Linked DNA regions of Mus musculus: all the other regions are linked to region 1. The links are chromatin contacts, called in public ChIA-PET, HiChIP or PLAC-seq and promoter capture Hi-C maps. All regions are on one chromosome and are shown on one strand. The core of a region is the stretch at or near the end of the contact, and the rest is flanking DNA. Distances in the headings are between cores, read along the strand shown.

What was found. Promoter capture Hi-C pulls out the DNA fragments that hold promoters and counts their contacts. ChIA-PET counts read pairs in DNA pulled down with a chosen protein or histone mark. HiChIP or PLAC-seq counts read pairs in DNA pulled down with a chosen protein or histone mark.
Region 2: an H3K4me3 HiChIP or PLAC-seq map of embryonic stem cells shows a contact between it and region 1, with 13 read pairs. The contact joins the promoter of Lrrc43 here to the promoter of Clip1 in region 1. A contact is called at or near these places in 3 of 115 datasets of contacts at active chromatin or transcription factors (effector CD8 T cells, embryonic stem cells and memory CD8 T cells) and 2 of 9 other capture datasets (adipose tissue and embryonic stem cells).
Region 3: an RNA polymerase II ChIA-PET map of effector CD8 T cells shows a contact between it and region 1, with 15 read pairs. The contact joins the promoter of B3gnt4 here to the promoter of Clip1 in region 1. A contact is called at or near these places in 2 of 39 promoter capture datasets (embryonic stem cells and hematopoietic stem and progenitor cells), 1 of 484 Hi-C or Micro-C datasets (Sertoli cells), 2 of 115 datasets of contacts at active chromatin or transcription factors (effector CD8 T cells and embryonic stem cells) and 2 of 9 other capture datasets (embryonic stem cells and pancreatic islet).
Region 4: a promoter capture Hi-C map of hippocampal neurons shows a contact between it and region 1, with 2.8 times the contacts expected there. The contact joins the enhancer-like site here to the promoter of Clip1 in region 1. A contact is called at or near these places in 4 of 39 promoter capture datasets (embryonic stem cells, hippocampal neurons and pre-B cells), 1 of 15 datasets of contacts at CTCF or cohesin (stem cell-derived epiblast-like cells), 1 of 115 datasets of contacts at active chromatin or transcription factors (pancreatic cancer cells) and 3 of 9 other capture datasets (adipose tissue, liver and pancreatic islet).

The regions. Positions count from the first base shown.
Region 1 is chr5:123,683,021-123,685,755 of GRCm38.p6, reverse strand. Clip1 (CAP-GLY domain containing linker protein 1) reads left to right here and starts at 1,395. Exons shown (of 24, transcript NM_019765.5): 1 at 1,395-1,504.
Region 2 is chr5:123,487,923-123,490,657 of GRCm38.p6, reverse strand. Lrrc43 (leucine rich repeat containing 43) reads right to left here and starts at 1,333. Exons shown (of 12, transcript NM_001033461.3): 1 at 1,185-1,333. The coding sequence starts at 1,328.
Region 3 is chr5:123,507,162-123,509,896 of GRCm38.p6, reverse strand. B3gnt4 (UDP-GlcNAc:betaGal beta-1,3-N-acetylglucosaminyltransferase 4) reads right to left here and starts at 1,415. Exons shown (of 2, transcript NM_001382854.1): 1 at 1,378-1,415. Lrrc43 (leucine rich repeat containing 43) reads right to left here. Exons shown (of 12, transcript NM_001033461.3): 12 at 1,692-1,856. The coding sequence ends at 1,729.
Region 4 is chr5:123,818,101-123,820,835 of GRCm38.p6, reverse strand. Kntc1 (kinetochore associated 1) reads right to left here. Exons shown (of 64, transcript NM_001042421.1): 61 at 2,296-2,385; 62 at 1,695-1,840; 63 at 876-966. Among named protein-coding and RNA genes, the nearest start is that of Hcar2, 46 kb to the left of the region's middle. Within about 2 kb of position 1,370, at least 54 of the 459 cell types and tissues checked have an H3K27ac peak or open chromatin away from gene starts, as enhancers often do. A contact at or near this core is called in adipose tissue, hippocampal neurons, pancreatic cancer cells and 1 more, where this site is marked.

The sequences.
Region 1 (2,735 bases), core at 146-2,645:
CCACTCCTGAAGGCTAGTATTGTCAGTGTGCACACCAATAGGCCTGGCTGCTATTATTATTATTATTATTATTATTAAATATTTTATTTATTTGTTATTATAAATTTTATGACAGGGTTCTATGTATACTCTGTGTAGCTCTGGCTGTCCTGGAACTCAGGAGGCAGAGGCAGGCAAATCTCTGTGTTTGAGGCCAGCCTGGTCTACAAAGAGAGTTCCAGGACAGCCAAGGCTATTACACACAGAAACCATCTGGAATAACCAAGAGAGGAAAAACAGAGTTGAATTGTACTCAGATCAGCGGGTAAGTATTGCTTGCCTAAGTAGGAATGAATTCTGGGTTCCCAGGGTACTCTCACCTCTTGACCTTGGAGCTCACATATCAGGCTCAGGTGGAATAATAGATTATTTTTGTGTGTGTGTGATTTAAGGCTTAAATGGACAGGAGGGTCTGCAGATGAAATTTACTTTGTGCATTTCCAGTGGAGTTCCCTTCTTGGGCTCTCTGAGGTGCCTGTTTGCCCAGACACAATGGTGTTTTAAATAAAGGTCAAGAAGGGAGGTCGCCCTTCAGAATATTTCCTCCTTGGCCCCTTCTCCATCAATACTGAGTCACTGCAGAAACCTGGGCTTCCAACAGCTGCAGATTTCTGCCGGGAGCTGCAAAACTTCTGGGGTTGCCATGGTCCATGGGAGCGAAATGCTGGCCGCCCTCTGCTAGCGCAGCCCTGAGCCGGCTGTTGCAGCGTCCTCTCCAGTCCCTTTCAAAAGCTTGACAAGGGGATCCCTGCTTGGGGAGGAGCCCGAACGGGACATTAACCTGGGCTTCTGTCCAAACGACTGGGGCGAATAAAAGACGCTTTTCTTAAACTAACTGGGCTGCAGCCCTGGGCTCATCTCAAAGGATTTTTTTTTTTTAACCCCTCAGTGATTTCCTGGAGAGCAGAGACCGTTCATCCCAAGCTGAGCTTGCCTATGGGCATCTCCCTTCCAACTTGGGGCAACGGATTTATCACCCTGCTCTAGGCGGGAAAGGGAGGTCAATGAAATCAATCAGCTCCCCCACTCTCCAACCGCACCCCATCCCATCCCCAAACGGCAGGCTGCGGTTGGTCCAGTCTACGGGTAGCCATCCGGGGTGACTTGCATATTCTGGGCACACTTGGCTAGGAAACAGGGAGAAGCCTGAAATGCCAAGGCACCCGCGTCTGCAGGCCCTTCGGTCCGTCCCCCGGCATCTTGCTCCTTATCGTGGAGGATTTAGGGGCTCGCAAGGGGAGCAGGCAGACAAAGGGGCGGCAGGGGAGCTCGCGGGCGGCAGCGGCCCGGGCACGGGGAGGGGCGGCGCGGCGTCTTCTCCCGGCCCCGCGGCGGCGGCGGCAGCGCGTCACGTTCTCTTCCCCGCCCCGAGCCGAAGAGCCGGGGAGGCGGGAGGCGGCGGCCGCGGCGGCTGCTGCTGCTGCTGCTGGGAGGCAGGTGACGGCGACCAGCGGCGTCCCAGGCGGTGAGCGAAGCGCGGGCCCCATCTCCATCTCTCCTTCCTCGCCGTCCCACCCGTTCTCCCTCCGCTCCTTCCCGCCGCCCGGGGATCCGGGAGGGAAACGCCGGGAGGGAAGGCTCGTCTCAAGCTCCCGCCACGCACCGGGACGGCGGCCGAGGAGCCGCGGACGCACCCGGGAGGGTGGCGGGCGCGGGGAGAGCGTGGCTGCGGGGAAGGCTGGCTGCGTGCGAGCCGCGCGCGTCCGGGCCCTGGCAGCCGCGGCCCGGGGCCTTGCCTGCCTTCCTCCCGCCGCCTCAAGATGGAGCGTGGACTCCTTGTCCCTGCGCCGCCTCGGGAGCCGTTCTCGGAGGAGCCCGCGTCCTCTTCCCCAGCTCTTGGAGGGGGAGGTTCCGGGGACGGCTCCGTCGCTCCCAGAGGCCGCGGGTCCGGTTCGACCTGTTGCCCTGGACGCCTCCCGCCGCTCGCCATCTGGGCGAGCTTTCCTCGGGCAGGCCCGGGACGCCGGGTGGCCGGCCGCGAGCCGGCATGGAGGGCGCCCTTGCCCCGTGGCGCTCGGGCTCAGCCCGGCCCGGCTCGGGCCCCGGTTCCCGGTCCCTGGCTGTTCGGCCCCGGGCTTTTGTTTTCCTTCAGACCCCTGGAGCGTGATTCTCTGTGAAGGTAGAAGGGCGAAACAGGGTGCCAGATCTCTGAAATCACCGCTGCCCGGTAACCCGAACCTGCCAGCGCGGTCGGGGGTTGGCGCGGAAGACAGATGACACTTGTTCGGGGTTGGGGGTGGGGATGGGGTGACTATTTTAAAAGCAGAGAGCCTTGTGGTTTGTCTCGAACCTGGAGGTGTTGCGTTATTGGGGAGAGAACAACAGAATATCGGATTAATTTATTTAATTTTTATTTATTTTTATTTTTTTCTGAGTCTGGAGTCCTGCCCTGACATCCCGTAGTCTCTCCGCTTCATGTGGCTTTTCCCATCTGGCAGAAACCGCACACCACCCCCTTCCTCCCTGCCCAGCCCCACCTCTCTGGTATGAAGAAATGACTCGTTAAGTCTGGAATCCACGTGCATACCCATTTTTTAGCAAAAACTTGCCAACTACTGTTTCTATTTATTTACTTATTTATTTATTAAGACAGTGGATATGTTTCTGTCATTTCCTTGGTTTTTTTTTTGTTTTTGTTTTTGTTTTTTTTCATTTTGGTGTGAGTCGGCAGTCTAGCCTCTTCTAGGCCCAGGACT
Region 2 (2,735 bases), core at 84-2,583, 200 kb after region 1:
AATGTAATCAATCTTTTAAAAATAAATTAAAAAGGAGATTGCGTTTTGACCCAGCACCTATATAGCTGTGTACAGGAAGGAGGCTTGGTGGGCAATCTGGTTAAGTGAGACTTCACAGAGGGAAGGCTTCCCGAAGATGCGGCAAGGTGAACCTCTCTCCCTAGATACACCCTTGGAGCCGTAAGCCCTAAACTTAGCACAGTGACTTGCACAGAGTAGTCATTCAACCTGCACCTGTGGCCTAAACAAATGGAGAGTTTCCCTGATGGGTACCTATGTGCCTCTACAGGGGGAAGGACTGTTTTTCTGTTTTACTTAGTGTAGAGGGAGGGGGGCCACAACTGACAGCCAACACCATCATGCTGGTTCTAGCCTCTCAGGACACATTTGATGGGCCTCTAAATCCAATCCTACACTGTGCACCCAGCTGAGGACAGCGTTTCCTCTGCGTACTGAGTAGGAAGAGTGTACAAGCTGAAGTAATAGGAAAAGTGACCTTCGTGCCCTGTCGGACCAGATGTTTTCCCCAGCTGTGCTGGCTACGCCCTTGGCTGTATTTCTCTGTCTCCCCTCAGCCTGGAAGCAGGGCAGAGGTTGTGCAGCGCCTTAGGCTTCCTGAGTTCAGCACAGCTGCAGGAGGGGCAGGAGACCTTTTCCACATGAGACCTCAGAACGGCGAAAGCTAGCCCCGTGGCCCAGAACACCAGAAAAAAACATTTTCTCCACCTCTCATGAGGGGCTACAGAGCAAACTGTTCAAGACCAAAGCTCTTTAAGTCTCAGGGATGCCTGACATCTGGAGCTTGGTCAACCAGCTGTTGTAGGCTAGCATGAGGTCAAAGGTATGCCTGATGTGCTGGATCAGTCCATTCCTGGTGGGTTCTCTCACGACAAGGTGGGCACTTGGTACCTGCATTCTTTCAATGTTCCAGCCTCCAGAGTCCACCCCAACCCTCAAATCAGCCAGTGCTGAAAAGACCACATCCAAACCTCCCTTCGGGCCTCAAACTTGTATGTGAGCATCTACTGACTCCTAGGCAGCCCAGCTCCCAGCTAGGTACCACCTACTTTAGTACATTCCCTGCGGCTATTCTGGTCCAGTCCCAGCTCCGCCCCTGCTGGATCCTTCCCTTCTTAGTCCCAGTCCCCGGGGTGGGGGTGGGGGTGGGGGTGGGGGGCACGCACCCAGCTCCCGATGCCACACGGGAATTCGCGCAGACACAACTTCCGCAGGTGCTCACACACAGCCGTGCTCAAGGTCCCCGGTACACCCTCGCCCTCGCCCTCGGTCTGTCTGTAGTCGCTAGTGCTGGACTCGCTGGTCTCCATGCTGTGCGAGGACAGCTCGTTGCTAGGCAACGGCCAGACGCGTTACCCTGGGTGCGTGGAAGCCAACTTCCTCAGTATCAGAGACCCCCAGCTAAGCTCCTACCCAGGCTGGCTGAGGTACCTTGCAAAAACAAGTGGTGGACGCCTCTTAGAATAATCTTGATTGTCTGTACAAAGTGCTGACTGCTGTTCCCATTTGGCAGATCTAAAGAAAAATTAGTCCAATGTTAAGCATTTTAAGACTCCAATTAGGGAATCATCCAATCTTATCTTGCCATCCCTTGTAGCTCCGCCACACAGCAGGGGTCCCCACCTGTGGTCTGTGAAATTAATGGGAGATGACTCTTAACTGGAAATGTAACAAGATGTATGATTTTGGGTACCATAAGACTCACTCATTCCAAGGCACAAATCTGTGATTTTTTTTTTTTTTTTTTTTTTTTTGGTGTATCTCTACAGTGCAATTGTAATCTGGGGTTTACCAGTGATCTAATCACTTTCCCTCAACTTAAAAACCAGGAAGCAAAGCCCAGTGGAGTAGCGCACACTTTTAATCCCAGCACTTAGGAAGCAGAGGCAGGCAGATCTCTGAGTTCCAGATCAGCCTGGTCTACAGAGTGAGTTTCAGGACAGCCAGGGCTATGCACAGAAACACTGTTTTGGGGGAAAAACAAAGCAAAACACAAAGCAAACACCACTGTATCATCTGCTTATCCAATGACAAACAGTGATGCACTTTGTACACCTATGCATTTAACTTCCTCCGGGGGTAGGAAAGATCTGTTCTTTACATCTTCTCACTTATGATGCCATCCCAGGCTGGTCTCAGACTCCCTAGATAGCCATGAAGGACCTTGATCTGACCCTTCTGCTTCTGCCTCCTGACTGCTGGGGCTCCAAGCATGTGCCACCAGGCCTGGCTTCATGCCTGTTTTATCATGCACCAGACTTTATGCTGCCCCTCTTAACATTTACCTGTCTGAGGGTTTTGCCTGCATGTCTATTCGTACAAGTCTAGTGTCTATAGAACCAGAAGAGATTATTTTGTACTCTCTAGGACTAGAGCAACCATGTCAGTCCTGGGAAGTGACCTGGGGTCCTCTGCAAGAGCAGCAGCCTGTGCTCATAACTGCTCAGCCATCTCCCCAGTCCCCCAGTTAATGAACTTCCCTCTGGCTTCGGAATATGGTCAGTTCGGGATCTTCCGGTGACCCTAAGATGCACGACGGAAAAGCCACATCCAAGAATCCTCTGGGACTTCAAGCCCACTCCCCCGATCCTTTGTTTTCTCTCTCACCCATGCTTCAAGACAGTGCAGTCTACTCTCGCTTTTTCCTCGATGCCACAGGGAGACTTCTACCCCAACAACCTATTCCTAGTTCCCTCACCAAATTCCTGTGACATCAT
Region 3 (2,735 bases), core at 166-2,665, 180 kb after region 1:
CCTTCCTGTCATTTGTCACTGCCTGTTCTGCCTAATAGTTTTCTGACACACACGCACACCCCACACACAAGGCAGGGTCTTTGACATATGCTTACTACTTTACCAAATAAACCTCATGCCCAAAAAACCTCAGACCTGCAGTGTGGCTGTCGATGATGTTAACCTGACCGACCTGCCTCACCTCCCCAGTGCTGGGCTCACAAGCGGGGCTTTATATGGTGCTGGGTAAATGCACACTATCCAAGCACTACAACCGAGCTATACCTGATAGCTCTCCTTGCCCTCTTCCCCTGGAGGCTGGAGTCACAGCCAGAGCCAGAGCCACACCTAATATAGGGAACAGAGGTACAGGTGTAGCAGCCAAATCCCAGAATGCACATTACCATCTCTCTCCCATCCTTAAGTTTAAAAAAAAAAAAAAAAAAAGTGTCACTTCGACCCTGTTGTCCCTAGAGATGTCTAGAGCATCTCTCCTACTAACTCCAGTATTAGCCAAGCAGCTAAGGACATCCTAGTAGGCATGATAGACCAGATGTTGCTAAGGATGAAGTGATTGAGGAAAGGCCACAAGACCCTGGGATAGCTATGCAAGTGCATGAAGCAAGGGGACAAAAAGTGACAGGCAGAGAGAACATCCACGCTCTGAGCTGAAGTAGGAGCCACGCAGATAAATCTCAAGACGAGGAGCGCATATGGCGCCTAGAATGCTGTTCATCAAGAGGAACCTGGAATGCCCTCCCTGCAAGGCTCAGGAGCAACACCTGAGGGTACAGTTGAGGATTAAATGGGCGCCCATGGTTTTAATGTGATTCTTGTTTGGCTGAAAGACCTGGAGGGGCGAAGGGGACTGAAGCTACAAGAAAGCTCTTAAGCTGCAAGGCTTAGTTAGGGTCACAGCAGCCTCGCGGGGATGGTGTGACCACAGAGTTGTAACTACTCGGGGTTTGCAGGTTTGGTAAGTCCGCTGCCATCCGGCCACTCGATGAGGGGGGCTCTGGTTTGTCCCGTAACCCGGTGTCCCGCACCCCACACCCACCCAAAGTCCCGGAAAAGCCCACTTCCCTACCCCAATCACTGTCCCGCGGGACCGGGTCCTCTCTCCGCGCCCTCGCCCTCGGGGTGTCGGCAGCCTCGGGCTCTGGGGAAAGGGCCCAGGTAGCTCCATCCTTTCAACCCGAATCTAGAGGGCTGCGGTGGTCGGAGCCCACAGCGCGGTGTGTCCGGGCAACCGCCGAGCCCAGACGTGCGACAGAGGGGCGGGCAACAGAAAGCCCTCCAGCAGAGGCACCGGCAGAACGCGGTTCCTTCCCGGCAACGGGATCCAGGCGCCACAGGCCGCGCGACCTCACCACCCCATCCCCGCCCTCAAAGACCTACCTAAGTACCCCTGGGGACCGCGCACCGACACAAAAGCCGGGCAGTATCTCGCCGGGAGCGCGAGGAACCCCCCGCTGGGCGGGTCTTCAGGGGCAGGGTCCCAAAGAGAGGGCGGAGCTCCAAAATGGAGCAACCGCGAGGCTCTTCAGGGAGGAGGGGCGGGGCTTCGCGTTGGGGGCGGAGCCATGGACTCCGCCCCACCTTGCAGTCTATCCAGGACGCACTTGTGGCTCGTTGGCAACTGCAACGCTCTCTTTCCCACGCCCGTTGGGCTGCCAGCGCCGTGCCCCTTCCCCTAGTGGCCACACAAACTCTCAAGCTCCGGCTGCAGAGCAGCCTTTATTCTCCCTGCTAGTCAATCAAGCTAAGGAATGCTTCCTCCACCGAGCGGTACTGGTGCAGCTGGATCTGGACCTCCACCGACAGTGGCTCTGGCTGGTACCCGCTTTCCATGGTTGGAGGCACCGTTTTCGACCTATCTGAGAAGATATAAATGCGAGCAGATGAGTACTAAGGGACAAACGGCCTGCAGGTCTCCCCGACTCGGGACGTACTCCTCCTTCATCCGGGAATTCAAGCCCTGTTCTCCAACCTAGAGGAATTCCGAAAGAGATCCAGCCCTAGTATGTTAATTGCAATCAAGAATACATTGATTCAATAAGCCCCAACTGTGTGAGTTGCGAAAGAAATTAGCTGCTTTCAAGATGACTAACAGATGGAACCTGAGGAGGCCACCTCCTGTAGCCAGGCAGGACCCCCAGTGGAAGCATAAGGACACCAGCCCACCCACAAAACTTTTGACCCCAAATCTGTCCTTTCTAAAAGAAATGGAGGGACAAAGATGGAGCAGAGACTGAAGGAATGGCCAACAACCAGCCAACTTGAGACTCATCCCATGGGCAAGCACCAATCCCTGACACCATCCCCTGAGGAGCTCTACACAGCAGCTGACTGAGCAGATGCAGATACCCACAGCCAGATATTGGACGGAGGTCGACGACTCCTGGGGAAGAGTTGGAAGAAGGATTGAAGCTTCCGCAGAAGGATTGAGGCTTCCGCTGGGGATAGGAACCCCACAGGAAGGCCAACAGCCTCACCTAACCTGGACCCCTGGGAGCTCTGAGTCTGAGCCACCAACCAACGAGCATACAGTGCATCTCAGTCACCATGTAGGTCCCCCCAACAAATGTAGCAGAGGCTCTCCCCTAAAGCTGTAGCCTGACTGTGGTACCAGTCCCCCCACAAGGTTCCCCCTAATCCTGCAGAGATTTGATGTGCGGGGGGGGGGGGGGTAATGCGTTTGGGATGGAAAGAGAGAGAGAGGGAAAGAGAGAAGAAAATTAAAGAAATCGGCTGCT
Region 4 (2,735 bases), core at 121-2,620, 140 kb before region 1:
TCTAGAGCTGGGCTGGGTTAGAGGACTCTCGGCTTGCTAAAGGCTGTGCCTAGACAGGAGTTTCCCACCCCTGACCAGCAGCTTGGTGACATCAGTCACATTGCCTTGTCACAGGCTGAGGAGCCAGTGGCCCTGGCCTGCAGTCTTGGAAACAAGCCTTTGCTCCTTAGGATTTGTCACTACAGTGTCTGACCAACACAGTCACAGAACACAGCCAACTGCCATGAACACAGCTCATTCTTTATGGTCGGTAACTAAATACAGGTGCACTGTAGCATGCCAAGAGGCCCTGGGGTTCCAGTCACAGCTGGGCCATTAGGCAGCAAATGACTCAGGCAGGTCACTTAGCCTGTGGGCTTTAGTGACATCATGGCGGCTCTAATATCCCAGTACAGCTGATTCACTTCTCATGCTTATGGGGGTGCTGGTGTCAGCGAACCAAAGGGAACACAGAAAACTATGTGCACATAGTAGTTGATAACGACGTTGGCCGTGGTGGTGCTCGCCTTTAATCCCAGTACTCAGGAGGCGGAGGCATGAGGATCTCAGTGAGTTCTAGGCCTGCTTGGACCACATAGTGAGCTCATGACAGCCAGAGCGACATGTAAGACCAGGTCTTACATGTAAAAAGAAAACAAACCAGGGCTGGAGAGATGGCTCAGCCGTTAAGAGCACTGACTGCTCTTCTGGAGGTCCTGAGTTCAATTCCCAGCAACCAAATGGTAGCTCACAACCATCTGTAAAGGGATCCGATGCCCTCTTCTGGTGTGTCTGTAAACATCTACAGTGTATGTATGTATGTATATATATAAAAAATAAACAAATGTATCTAAATGGTCTCAGGTGGGACGTGAGGCAGTTATCAGCTGGCTTACCTGCAGGATCTCACAGGGAGCTGCATCTGCTGGCACAGGCTTCCCACAATGCTTTGAATACTCATTTATCAACGCTGATGCTTCATCTACACTGTGGAACCACAAAGAACAAGGCAGGCGTGAGGAGACTGGCCAGAGCTTCCTGTGGGGATGACTGTTGACAATGTAGACCGATGTCCAGGTACACAAGCAGAATTCTTCTCCACGTAGATATGGTCTAGTGTACGAATCAACTGTAGCTCAAACTGTCACTCCCTCACAGAGGACAACGTACTCATGGGTTTGAGGATGAACTAACAGCTAGAATCGTGGTGTGTGAAGGGGACAGGGCACCCCAGAGTGACCACCCGGACGACAGAGCCGTGGCCACTGCCTCTGACTACACGTTCCCTTCCCGTGTCGGCTGGTACTCTCCTCCTTTTTCCTTCCCATATGCAGTCGTGGCTCCAGCCCAGGCAGCTCACTGTTCCTTCCCTTGTGGGTGTGGAGAGTGAGCTAGCCAAGCTTAGCAAGAGCCACGTGTTATGTAACTCCAGCAAGCAGTGCTCCAAGCACGCGTCTAAGGAATCAAGTTGTAATTTAGGGTTCAGAGCGGGACTAGGAAGACACCTATTTTGAGGATCCAGGCAACTCCTTTAATTACTGGATGACGGATTCGTGTTCCAAGGTTCCAAGCTGCAGGAGCCTGAACTCCAGGGAATGTGTAGGAACGCTACGGCTCAATAGGCGGCTACGGCCAAACAGCTTTATAGCGGCCATCTTTCTGCAGAATCAAGATCCGTTTTAAGAAGTTCTACAGTAAACTGATCATTAACTTACCTGAAGTCATTTGCCAAATAGTTTACCAATTCAGTGACGTTGCCGGTGTTTATCACGTGGCATTTCAACAACTGAAAATACTTTGTCTTTGCCAAAATCCCAAATTCCTTCTTATTTACAACATGATTCAGAACCAGACTTCCAATCTATGGGATGACAGTTATCATCATATTAAAATATGTTTAATTGTAAGCCCTTTGCCGAAACAGGTTTCCGGCAGTCAGAAACTGAATAACTAGAGCGCTGGGACTAAGCCTCTGGGAGAAAGGGCGTAGCCTAGCAGCACACAAACAGAAACCGACGGTTGTGCACCCAGGTTCTATTTTTAATGGGGAAGAAGATTTAATTGCCGATATTTATGGGCACAATTCTCCAGTGGGCACAACAGTAAACAAGCCAGCCAGGGCACCTGTCGTTTCTATCTTCACGTGATGCTGGGGACCGGATCCAGGTTCTTGAGTACGTTAGGGGAGCGCTTTACCCCTAAGTCACATCCCCAGCCAGTGCCTGACGCTTTTGATTAAGAGTGAAAGACTATTTGGGGGATAAGAATCACCTTCTATGATCAGACAGAGCAAAAATGAAGGGGAATTGTCCTTACCTGATGTGAAAACCCTGCTAGCTGGCCAGTGTTCATATGTTCTTCTATCTGCTGTAAAATGATCCGAGCATCACAGGAATTCAGAAAATTCTAAAAAAAAAATTAAAACGTACTTTAAAAAGCGTTATAGTAATGCTGTGCTGTTAAGTCTGGGAGGCTTTTAAATTCTTTAAGATTTTTAAATTTGGGAGCTGGGCACTTGGTAGAGTGTCCGCCCAGCACGCACCGAGCCCCATGTTCTGGCTTCAGACTTAAGAAACTGAGCACAGTGAAGGGTACCTGTAGTCACAGCACTCACCAGGGGGAAGGCTGTCCTTGGCTACACAGTGAATTTGAGGCCAGCCTGGCTCACCAGACCTTGGTCTCAAGAAAGAAGGGTGGTTGTGGGGCGGGAGAGATGAAGGAGAGTGGGGGTCACTGGGCTTGTGCAACTCCCTTCG